3 separate regions of the Mus musculus genome follow, and regions 2 and 3 are each linked to region 1. Evidence: chromatin contacts called from public HiChIP or PLAC-seq and promoter capture Hi-C data. All regions are on one chromosome and are shown on one strand. The core of a region is the stretch at or near the end of the contact, and the rest is flanking DNA. Distances in the headings are between cores, read along the strand shown. Region 1 holds the start of D930048N14Rik (RIKEN cDNA D930048N14 gene). Region 2 holds the start of Cdkn2aipnl (CDKN2A interacting protein N-terminal like). Region 3 holds the start of Col23a1 (collagen, type XXIII, alpha 1).

What was found. Promoter capture Hi-C pulls out the DNA fragments that hold promoters and counts their contacts. HiChIP or PLAC-seq counts read pairs in DNA pulled down with a chosen protein or histone mark.
Region 2: a promoter capture Hi-C map of neural stem cells shows a contact between it and region 1. The contact joins the promoter of Cdkn2aipnl here to the promoter of D930048N14Rik in region 1. A contact is called at or near these places in 2 of 39 promoter capture datasets (liver and neural stem cells), 1 of 115 datasets of contacts at active chromatin or transcription factors (pancreatic cancer cells) and 1 of 9 other capture datasets (liver).
Region 3: an H3K4me3 HiChIP or PLAC-seq map of craniofacial prominence shows a contact between it and region 1, with 4 times the contacts expected there. The contact joins the promoter of Col23a1 here to the promoter of D930048N14Rik in region 1. A contact is called at or near these places in 1 of 39 promoter capture datasets (cranial neural crest) and 3 of 115 datasets of contacts at active chromatin or transcription factors (craniofacial prominence, forebrain and stem cell-derived neural progenitor cells).

The regions. Positions count from the first base shown.
Region 1 is chr11:51,649,150-51,653,008 of GRCm38.p6, forward strand. D930048N14Rik (RIKEN cDNA D930048N14 gene) reads left to right here and starts at 1,805. Exons shown (of 4, transcript NR_027958.1): 1 at 1,805-2,064. It overlaps N4bp3 (NEDD4 binding protein 3), which reads right to left and starts at 1,924. Exons shown (of 5, transcript NM_145974.3): 1 at 1,529-1,924. Gm30058 (a long non-coding RNA gene) reads right to left here. Exons shown (of 2, transcript XR_388627.1): 2 at 2,941-3,648.
Region 2 is chr11:51,965,965-51,969,499 of GRCm38.p6, forward strand. It overlaps Cdkn2aipnl (CDKN2A interacting protein N-terminal like), which reads left to right and starts at 1,667. Exons shown (of 3, transcript NM_029976.3): 1 at 1,667-1,993. The coding sequence starts at 1,755.
Region 3 is chr11:51,287,961-51,291,443 of GRCm38.p6, forward strand. Col23a1 (collagen, type XXIII, alpha 1) reads left to right here and starts at 1,960. Exons shown (of 29, transcript NM_153393.2): 1 at 1,960-2,427. The coding sequence starts at 2,167.

The DNA.
Region 1 (3,859 bases), core at 555-3,054:
CTTCAAAGCACATCCAGGAGGTGGAATGAGGTGCCCAAGGTCATGTTCAGCAGTATGGGAGGCAGCTTTCACTGCATTTCCTTCAGGTTAGGGCACCTCATCCTCCCCGAGGCAGGAGTTACAGTTCAACCTGAACTGCCACTAGTCCCACCAGAGTGCCCCAGGGGAGGGTCACACCACCTGCTGGGGGGATCAGCCTTTCTGAGGGGTGTGCCTGCAGCTGCCACAGAGGAATGACACTGGAATGTCCCAACTCCAAAAATGGGGACAGCCTGAGAGGCGATGGGGGCAGCTGGCATACCCTACCCCCTGGACAGAATTATCCACATTTTGCTCTATGTCCAGTGCTTCAGTGTTTCTGAGCTCTTCTATTTCACAATGTCACATCGTCTCCACACTAGTCGGTGGAGCACGGCATAAAGGACCCTATCTACACATAGGGAAACTGAGGCTTGAAAGAAGGAATCACACGCTGAAAGAAGACTCCGCTTTGAGGACCAATCTGGATTCCCACAGTAAAGCCCTCTATACTACACCCAGCTGTCCCAGCTAGGGGTCACCTTCCACTAGTATACTCTGCTGTCTACGTAGCCTGCCCAGCCCCCCATGCTTGTTTCTCCCAAGGGCAAGGTTGAGAGGGATGGAACTTAACCCCCCTCCCAGAGATCCCTCCTGCCCGCCCTGGGGAAAGAGGTAAGAAGAAGAAATAGTGGAAGTGGCGCAGGTTTAGGGACTCTTGAGCTCAGGAAACTGCTAGAGGCGGTGTCGGGAACTAGCTGGTCGCTTTCATTCAGTCTTGCACATACACACCCACACGCAGCCAGTCGGCAGAGAAGCCCTGCTTGTGAGAGCCTGGGAGGAGGCTCATCTCTAGGTCCAGGAGGGCCTCCCGCCTCTGCTCCCGCCCAAGGACAACCATTCCCAATCTGTATCTTTGGGTTGGGTATGTCCCAAGCTCCCATCTTAATACTGAGATACCTTAAGAGTCCTGGTCCTTACTTTTGTCAAAGGCTAAAGTCAGGACTGGAACAGAGTCCCAGACCTTGGGACGTCCCCTGTTCGCAGGTCCCCAGGTGAGGACCAGACACAGTAGGGGGCTGAGGCAGGAAGAGGGTACCCTGAGGGTGAGGGCAGGTGAGTGGTGTCCCCGGGAAGGCGGCAGAGAAGACAGGTTGGACATCCCGGTGGAACTGCGCCCAGGAAGGCTGTGGAGGAAGCAAGGGATCCCAGAACTACCGGAGGCCCTCCTAGCTACCCAGGGGGCGGGGTGGGGTGCACGTCTCCCGCCCGCCGTCTGTGGGGCCTGCTTAGAGCTGGTGCAGGGGGCGGAGGCCGAGGTCAGACTCCTGCGCCAAGGGCGCCTGCCCCTCCTAGCTGCGGCGTGGGGATCGGGGCGATGCTCCACGGAAAATGCATTTACAGGTCAGCCTCGTGCGCGGGAGCAGAGGACACCGGGGCGCGCACAGCATCCTGCCAACCCCCGCCGGGTGTCCGAGAACGACCTCAGCGACCCGCCCTACCCACTTACCATGCTGGCTCCGTGAATCCTAGGGCGCGCTGCAGTCCCCAGCTCGGTCTCGAACCTTTCTCTTCCCAGGCTCTTCGGGAACGCGCGGGAGCCGGATCGGCGGGCAAAGGACGCACTGGGCGACACTCGTCCGCTGGCCCCAGAGACGGAGGGAAAACCCGGCCTGACTCACCCGCGCGGCGCGAGCCCCAGCGCCCAGCCCGGCCCCCGGATGTGGGGGGCGGGAACCGGCACCGCCCCCGAGCGACCTGAGCCCCGCCCGGGCTCGCGGGTGCTGCGGGGCCGGGACCCCACCGCTAGCCGCGCATGGTGCAGCGGCCACCGCGATGCGTGCTCGTTCGCTCGCTCACGTGCAGCAGCTCTGCAGACCCCAGCCCGGACGAGGCTCTAGAGCGCGCGCCGCACTGCTTGCTGCTCCTCCTTCTCCTCCTCCTCCAACTCGGGCCTCGCCCGCCTCACCCGGTTTCCTTCCAGAACCAGCTTCCAAACTGGCTTGCTGGGATGGGTTGGTCAGGTCTCTGCCGCCTCTTTCTCAGGTAAGCGCCACTTTCCTCGTTTGAGAATAAACCCAAGACGCGCTCTAAGAGCCGAAGAGGTGTAGTAGGCGTCTACAGTAGTTAGCCGCTGGACTTTTATTTTGGAGGGAGGTTGATTTACCTGTGCAGCCTTCTAGGGGCGGCAGGTTCAGATGCCTTTAGGGGCCAGACTGATAGTGTAAATGAGTCATATGGGTTGGGTAAGCCAGTAGCGGGGACGGAAACCGAAGGCTGGACACTCAGACACGTTCAAGAGTAAGAAGTTGGAACACCTTTTCTTCCTTAAAAAGTTAAACATAGATGTGGGGTGGGGTGGGGTGGGGTGGGGTGGGGTGGTAAGGGTTGTGTATGGAGAGATGGTTCAGTGGTTAAGAGTACTTGCTGCTCTAGCAGAGGACCCGGTTTTGGTTCCCAGCAACCACGTGGTTGCTCACAATCCTTTGCAGCTCCAGTTCCAGGGTATGGAACGCCCCCCCCCTCACCCCCACCCCCGGCCCCTGGGGGCATTACTCGCACTGGGTGCACATTTACTCACGCTGGCACATACACGTAATTTTGTTGTTGTTGTTTTTAAGATAAAAAAAAAAAACCAAACCAGTAAGTTAAACAGATTCATGATAGCATTTCCACTCCTGGGTATATGACTAAAGAAATCAGGTATGCCAACAAGTGCTTGCACTCAGATGATCATAGCAATCCTGTGTATAACAGTCAAAAGAAGGACACAGGTCAAACCCTCCAGCAATTAGTGAAAGGATAAACAGTGTGGTCCAACCATACAGTGGAATATTACTTACCACAGAAAAGGCATAGTGCCATTTCATGCTACAACTCAAACCTCTAACAAGTGATGGTAAGTCAAAGAAACCCAGCAGAGACCATGTGTGAACCTTTATGGACAGAATGCAGGCTAGTGCTAGAAGCCACAGGGAGGGAGAAATGAGGATGATCCTTGCAAGTTATCGGGTTTTGTCCTGGAATCAGGTGGTGGTGACAGCACTTTCCTTTTACATTGTCTTACAGAGGGCTGGGGTGTGACTCAGTAGGAGAGCATTCTCTCAGAGGCTGCTTGAGGCCCTGGGTTCAATTCCCAGTACCTTAAGTTAAAATGGATAATTTTGTATCAGGCAAGTCAACTTCATTTAAACAACAAAACATTACTGTGGCCCAGCAGGTACCGATTTGCCGCCTCTGTTTTCTATTTCTACCGTAGTCAAATGTTAACAATGGATTTTTCTCTTTAAGAAACCTCATTCACAGCACTTGGTATCTCAGTCATGCAGGGACTGCAGGTATATGGGGGAGCGGGGTTGCCTGAGACAGATGAACATTGACCATAAGAGCACACGTATGGTCTTGGGGACCTGAGGAAATGCCTCTCTGGGCAAGTAGCCTGACAGAAGCCCAGAATTCAAATGTTTCCTCAGGGAGGTGTATTCATGGTTCTGAGGCCCAGAGCTGGAGAAATCTGGACATGTTCAGATGTAGAGGAGCTCTGAAGGGAGGCCAGGGCCTGGAGAGTTCCCCAAAGGTGGCACACAGGTGTTGTCCCAGAACTGCCTCATGGATCATCCTGCAGAGCCTCTGCAATACAGACACAAGAATAACAGCAACAATAATAATTACCAAGTATTTGTGGAGTTAGGGCATTTGTAATCCCAGTATTTAGAGTTTAGAAAAATAGGAAGATCAGACTGGAGAGAGGCTCAGCCGTAAAGAGCACTGACTGCTCTTCCAGAGGTCCTGAGTTCAATTCCCAGCAACCACAGGGTGGCTCACAACCATCTGTAATGGG
Region 2 (3,535 bases), core at 417-2,916, 320 kb after region 1:
AGACTAGATGGAAAGATGTGTCGTTGCCATGTTTGTAAACTAGAAGATTCGCTAGTGATATGTTAATTCTCCAATGAATCTATGTAGTCAACATGATCCCGTATGAAATATCAACAGTCTGCTTCTCTAGAAGTCAACAAAGAGATGCTAAAATTTATATCAAAATCCAATAGCATGGTGGAACACACTTAAAATACCAGCTCTGGAGAGGCTCAGGCATAGGCTTATGGCCTATGTTATTAAAAAACAACAAAACAACAACAACAAAACAAACAAAGCAACTGTAGTTGTGGGTGGCTGTAAGCCACAATGAGGGTGCTGGGAACTGAACCCATATCCTCTGGAAGAGCAGCCAGTTATCTTAACTCCCGAGCCATCTCTCTAGCCCCCATGCTCTCATTTCTAGACCAACCACTGCAGTACACAACCAAGGAACCAAGGATGTAGCTCACTGAAGCCTCCGCAGTGTTTTTAAGAGTCAAGCATCTTTCTCTGGTGATAAGGATGGCAGCAAATTTCCAGGCTCAAATAATTCTCCTGCCTTGACATATGGAGTAGCTGGGACAAAAGGTGTCTGTCACTGTGCCTGGCACATCAAATGTCCTCAGAGTCTGATCAGCTGAAGCTAGAATCAGAATTACCAGGGACCTTGACTCTGGGTATCTGAGGTTTCACTTGGGAACCTGCCACTGCAGTATCAGTCAGGGTATGGCATCTGTATCCTGGGACTCAGCTCTGGTCGCTGTTATCCAGTTAACTTGCTGACTGCTGGGGGAAAGCTGTTTCTGTCTTTGGATTCTCATGTTTGGTTCAGATGTTCCAAGCCGTAGTGTCAGCACTGTGTCTTCCTGAGGTGAGAGCACCCAGCTTGGTGCTGGTCCTCACTGCTCTGGCATTTGCGGACTGGATTGTATTTCTGCCTGCTGGGATCCTAACACTGCCACAGAAGCCACAGAAGGGAGCAAGCAAGCAGTTGTAGGCCAGCTTGGCCGTGTATGACCCTGGGGGAGCGGGAGGGAAGGATCTGCAATAGTAAACAGTATATAATGAACTTCCTTGAAGCCCACTCACCACTTAAGACCTTCACTAGATCTGGAGGTCCTGAGTTCTAGGCTTTCTTCTGACTCAAGCTTACATTTTATATTTTTACATTTATTTACTTGCTTGGTGTGTGTGTGTGTGTGTACATCAAAGTACCACAACTTGCATGTAGAAGTCAGAGGACAGTTTTCAGGAGTTGGTTCTCTCCTTCCACCATGAGGGTCCCTCACAAAGTCCTTTAGAGTGGGGCATCCTGGGCACGAAACAAAATGCCTTGTATGTACTGATTGGATGATGAATACAGCAAGATAGGAGAACACAACCTCAGTGAAGATGTTGAGATAACAGTGGATCCATAAAAGAGAGGACCTCACTCCCAAGGGACAGCCACAGAACTTAGGGCAAACCTCAGGTGTGGCTGAGGATAGACAGATGCCCGGTGAACGACCCAGGGCAAAAAGGGCACTGCAGAGTCCCAATGGGCACCTAGCTGCCAGCTCTATGCTGGCGGGCCTCAAGCTCCCCAGCAGTTGCCACACACGCTGGGTTGCACTAGACCTCCGTGCCCCGCGAGGGCGCTCCAGATAAGTCCTCCAGAGCACTCGCCCTCAGCCGTGGTCGCTCTAGCCGTGCGGCGGCGGCGCGGGGCGTGTCGGGAAAGCGGCGGGCTGGTGCGATCCTTAGCGGCGGCAGCGGCTGCGGCAGCGGGAGCCATGGTGGGTGGCGAGGCCAGCGCCGCGGTGGAGAAGCTAGTTTCCGGCGTGCGGCAGGCCGCCGACTTCGCCGAGCAGTTTCGTTCCTACTCGGAGAGCGAGAAGCAATGGAAAGCGCGCATGGAGTTCATCCTGCGCCACCTGCCTGACTACCGAGACCCACCCGACGGCGGCGGCCGCCTGGACCAGCTGCTGTCCTTATCCATGGTCTGGGCCAACCACCTCTTCCTGGGTTGCAGGTGCGGACCCCCGACAGCTGGCTGACCTTGTCCCCATCAGTCGATCCTCAGCTTGGGCATATACACTGCTCCACGCTGAACCTGGCGCCAGCCTCCTACTGATCCCCTCTTAGCATTCCCTCGGGAAAAAAATCTCTCCTCTGAGCCTCGCTTTTCTCTTGTGAATGAGTGGTTGGGATGACTACAGCAGCTGAATGATAGGGCGTGCAGTGCAGGTGTGCTCCAAGGCGGCCGAATTGCAATGGTCATTGTTATTACTGTTTATTAGCCCAGAGGACTTCCTTTCCAGAGTGTGTTTGAAGTCTATTAGCTCCTGTCGCCCACGTGACAAAAGTGCAGACTCTTCCTCTAGATGAAGACACCTAGCAAGAGGATGTGATGTATCTCACCATTGGTGGGTTTCACGCTAAGGCAGGATGTAATCTTTTCTCCCCTTTCTCTTCTTGGCTTCCCTCTTAGGAAAGTAACCCATGCTATCTTGTTGCTGTCCTAACTCCCCGCCCTCCCCAGTCTTTGTGATCACACCTGGAAGGCAAGAGCCTGGCCTTGAGATATTCCACCTGGAAATGACACCAGGTTTTTATACTCCCTTGTGATTTTTAATTTTTTTTTAAAGATTTATTTATTTATTATATGTAAGTACACTGTAGCTGTCTTCAGACACTCCAGAAGAGGGAGTCAGATCTTGTTACGGATGGTTGTGAGCCACCATGTGGTTGCTGGGATTTGAACTCCGGACCTTCGGAAGAACAGTCGGGTGCTCTTACCCGCTGAGCCATCTCTCCAGCCCGTGATTTTTAATTTTTGAGGCAGTCTTCCCTTATAACTGAGACTGGCCTCCAGTTTACTGTGTAGCCCAGGCAATCCTAGAACTTGATCCACCTAGGCAACCACGTCCTGAGAGGCATGCATGGCCAGGCTCTTCCAGGCTTCTAGAGTTTCGTGAGGTTGTGTTAGAACAGGAGACCCTCACTCATACCTGATTTTGTAGTGGTCACAGGACCCCCTCCAGGCCAAACTGCTTGGTTTACTTTTTGGGTTTTGTGTTAGGGATGAAACCCAGGCCCTTACACATCCAAAATAAGCACTCAGTCACGAGCCTCATCACCAGTGCTGAAGCGGCTTGGTTTCAGATGTTGGGATGATTTGTCAGAACCGGATGTGGGGACGCTGAGCTAGACACACCCATCACACACACAGGCCCATCCTCCTTCCTGCGGTGCCCTTTAAAATCTGAGATTACAGAATCCAAACTCAGACACGTGACGGAGAACTGAACAAAAGGGATAAATGGTGTTATTTTCATGAGACCAACGTTCTGTGTGTTTTAAAAATAATCCAATTTTTAGGCCCTCAAATCTCATCCATGAATATGTACCACCAGGTATATGGTGCTCCTGTTTCTGTAATTTTAATTTAACTTTTTGTTTGCTTGTTTATACCTATTTTAAATTTTATACCTATGGGCATTTTGTCTACATGCCTGCACTGTAAGAGTGCCTCATGCCGTTGGAGGCCAGAAGACAGCTTTGGATTCCCTGG
Region 3 (3,483 bases), core at 710-3,209, 360 kb before region 1:
TCTCAGCAACCAAAGGTCACAGCTCCTGGTGAGCAGACTTCTTATAGTACCTGACTTTCCACAGGCTGCCCAGCAGGCTTCTCTCACTAGTTCAGCTAGGGATAAGGGCTTCCTACTACTGTGAGCCAGAGGGTGCTCGCCACCCCCAACCCCCTACCTCCTGCTGGTTTCCCTCCTTGCCACCATGAAGTCTGTCTACCATCAAGCTGGCTTCAATCACCTGTTCTGAGGATGCCGCCTTTCCTTCTAGGACCCCAATTGACAAGTAACTGAGTGTTTTCTTTCCTGCCTTTCCAACTGAGAACTGCAGATGGTAAACATATTTCTCATCTCGATTCACTTACCCAGTGTTTATTGAACGTCGGCTATAGGCCAGATAGTGTTCTGTAAGAAGACAGCGGTGCCTGAAACAAGAGGATACAGTTAAAAGGTAACTAGGACAGATGTCCCCATCTCCTGATTAATCATGAAGGGGACTGAGAACGAGGCCACCTCAGATTGGGCAGTCTGGGACAGGCTCTGGAAACCTTGACTTCAGGATTAGGCGCTTGCTCTTCACAGTCTGGGAGGAAGGCTAATCCACATAGGTATCTGACAAGAATAAAGACCCAGGGAGCAATCGCCCTGTTCAATACACAGACGCTTCTAGAATGAAACAGTACCCATTAACACTAACACTGGTAGGTAATGGGTAGTGAGAATGGGTGCTAACTTGTAATACGGTGTTGGCGTCTTTTCAGAGACTTCAGTAGACTGTCAGGTTTGCTTGGCAAGAGGTTTTCAGAATATTTGTTGGGCACAGGCACAGTTTTCACACAGGGCCAAGACTTTATAACCACTACCAGAAACTCCACTTTACCTGAGGCCACAGCCTCCAACCCCAGGAAGTTTTAGTTCAGAGGGTCTTGCCAGCTGGGTGATTTCCCTTTTAATTAGGGGAGTAGGAGTGTTGCTGGGTCTCAACAGGCTTTAAGAATACAGAATGGATAATGCAGCCACAGAAATTAAGAAGACAGCCACAGGAGAGTCAGAAGGGAAGGTGGAAAATTATCTAAAACCCACTCCATCACGTGTGCCCCTTACCAGGCTCCAAACTCAGGACTGACTCTTCTCGAAAGGGTGTCCCAGGAGTTAATGTGACAGTTACTTGAGACCAGTTTTGAGGTATAAATATGCCTTGTGGGGGCCCTGGCAGCTAAAACCTGGATTCCAACTTCAGCCTCTCTGGCCATCCCTGTAAGTGGATGGCTTTCTCTTTGGGCCCGATTGGTGTCCTAATGTAACTGTGGTTAAGACAAGTCAGTATGATGCATTCCAGATTTGGGTTTGGGCTAAGTCTGTCCCTGCAGAATTCAAGGTATACCAAGTTTTAGACACTTTTCCCATTTGTTTTTTGTCTGCTTCCTGAACTAACTGCTCCCTCTGGTTCAGGAAAGAAGTATGAGCTTTTTTGTCTAGTGTCCATGCCTGAGTTGCTATGGTGAACATTGACTATAAGAGGTGCCTAGTTTGCCTCCTTCCTTGTCTCTTATTCTCCTTATTTCTCTCTTTCCTTCCACATTCCTCTCACTAGTTTTCCTCTTTCCTTCCTTTGTTTCTCTTTCTCTTTGATTCTCGGTTACCAAGTCTTCCTGCGCACACCCGCAGGGGTCGCTTTTGGCCACCAAGCGGCGCTCAGCTACCGTCTAGAAAGAACCTCTAACTTTCCCACAGAGTTCCAAGTTTTGCTTTGCAAGTGTCAGAAAGGTCAATCTACAAGCTTGGGGAACACTCCCAAGGCTCGAACAGTGAGTGCCTCAACCTCAGGCGGCCTGCGACAGAGCCGAGCCCGGCCGCATAGGGTGCCTCGGGTGGCACCGGCGGGGTACAGAGGCTCGCGCTCCGGGACCCGCTAGGCGAGGGCCCGGACTGCGAGGAGCTGATGAGCGCCAGGCCCCCACCACCACCCCCGCCCTCCCCGTCCGGCCGCTCCTCCCCTGGGTGGGTCCCCGCGCCTTTTCTGGCGGGGTCTATTTGCATAGAAGGAACTGCCCGCAGTGGCCGCTGAGTCTGAGCGGGCGGCTAGGGGGGCGTGCGCGATCCGCGGCCACCCGGACGCGGAGCCCCGCAGCCGCCGACCTGGAGCCGCCCCGGGCCGCAGCGCCGACGCAGAGCCGGCGGGTCGCCATGGGCGCGGGCGAGCGCGCGGCGGGCGGAGGAGGCGCGCAGGACCCCGGAGCGGGCTGCGGGTCGCGGGCGCTGAGCGCGCTGTGCCTGCTGCTGTCGGTGGGCTCTGCGGCCGCCTGTCTCCTGTTGGGAGCCCAGGCGGCCGCCCTGCATGGCCGAGTGGCGGCGCTGGAGCAGGAGCGCGAGCTGTTGCGGCATGCGGGGCCGTCCGGAGCCCTGGCCGCCTGGGCCGAAACGCACCTGGAGCGCCTGTTACGGGAGGTGAGGGCGCGCGATCGCCGGCCGGGGGATGTCCCGCTTCACGAGGGGGTGTAGGGCTGCGGGGGCGGCGTTGATCGTCACCTTCAGGAGCAGGACTCACCTAGTGGATTGCACTGGGGTCGCTGGTGGGGAAGGGTCCTGCTGTCCAGCTTCTGTGCCGGGACTTGCTTCTGCAGGAAAAACAACTTAAAGGGCTGTTTAGGTAACACTAAGGGGCTATGGTAAAGAAAGACCTTGGGGTAACAACAGTCCTGAGTGCGGAGTCTCTACTGAAGTGTGTGCTCAGACCCACAGCCTCTGCCTGCTCTCCAGCGCTGGAGATACTAATGAGGCTCTTGCGTTCCCACGGCTAGTCTGCCTGAAACAGTCCGGACCACCTCAAGGCTCAGGCCAGCCCTTCCTCTGTGTCCGGGAAGGTTAGGTTGGGAGCGGCTCTGGCCTAGATGTGCTGTGTTCCTTAGCTGGCCCACTAAAACTGTGCATCGAAGACTAGGACACAGCTGAGCTAGCTGCCTCTGTGCGCGTTTGGCTGGGTGGTGATCTCTACAGGCCACCCCCAAAGCGTCTTAGGTTTGTTTTCCGAGGGTTAAGACTCCTGTTTTGAGCCTGCCCTGGTGGCATCTGTAATTCCAGAATTTAGGAGGCTGAATTGTGTGAATCTCTCTACAAGTTGGGGGCTGGCTTAAACTATATAGTTGAGATGCAGGTCCAGCCTGGGCTTCAGAACGAAAATAAATAAATAAATAAATAAATAAATAAATAAATAAATAAATGCCAACCATTGGGCATATTGATGAGCGCCTTTAATCCCAGCACTTTGGAGGCAGAGGCATGAGGATCTCTGAGTTTGAGGTCATCCTGTCCAGGACAGCCAGAGGAAGACCCTGTCTCAAGAAATCAAAACAAACAACAAAAACAAAAGAAGATGGCCATTGTATGCCTGGACTTCTGATCTTCTGTCTACTGATACTCCATCTGACAATACCTGGCCAGAACCTCTACCCTCGGTACAGCAAGCCTCTTGCCTGTAGAACTGTGGCATACACCCGCACACTA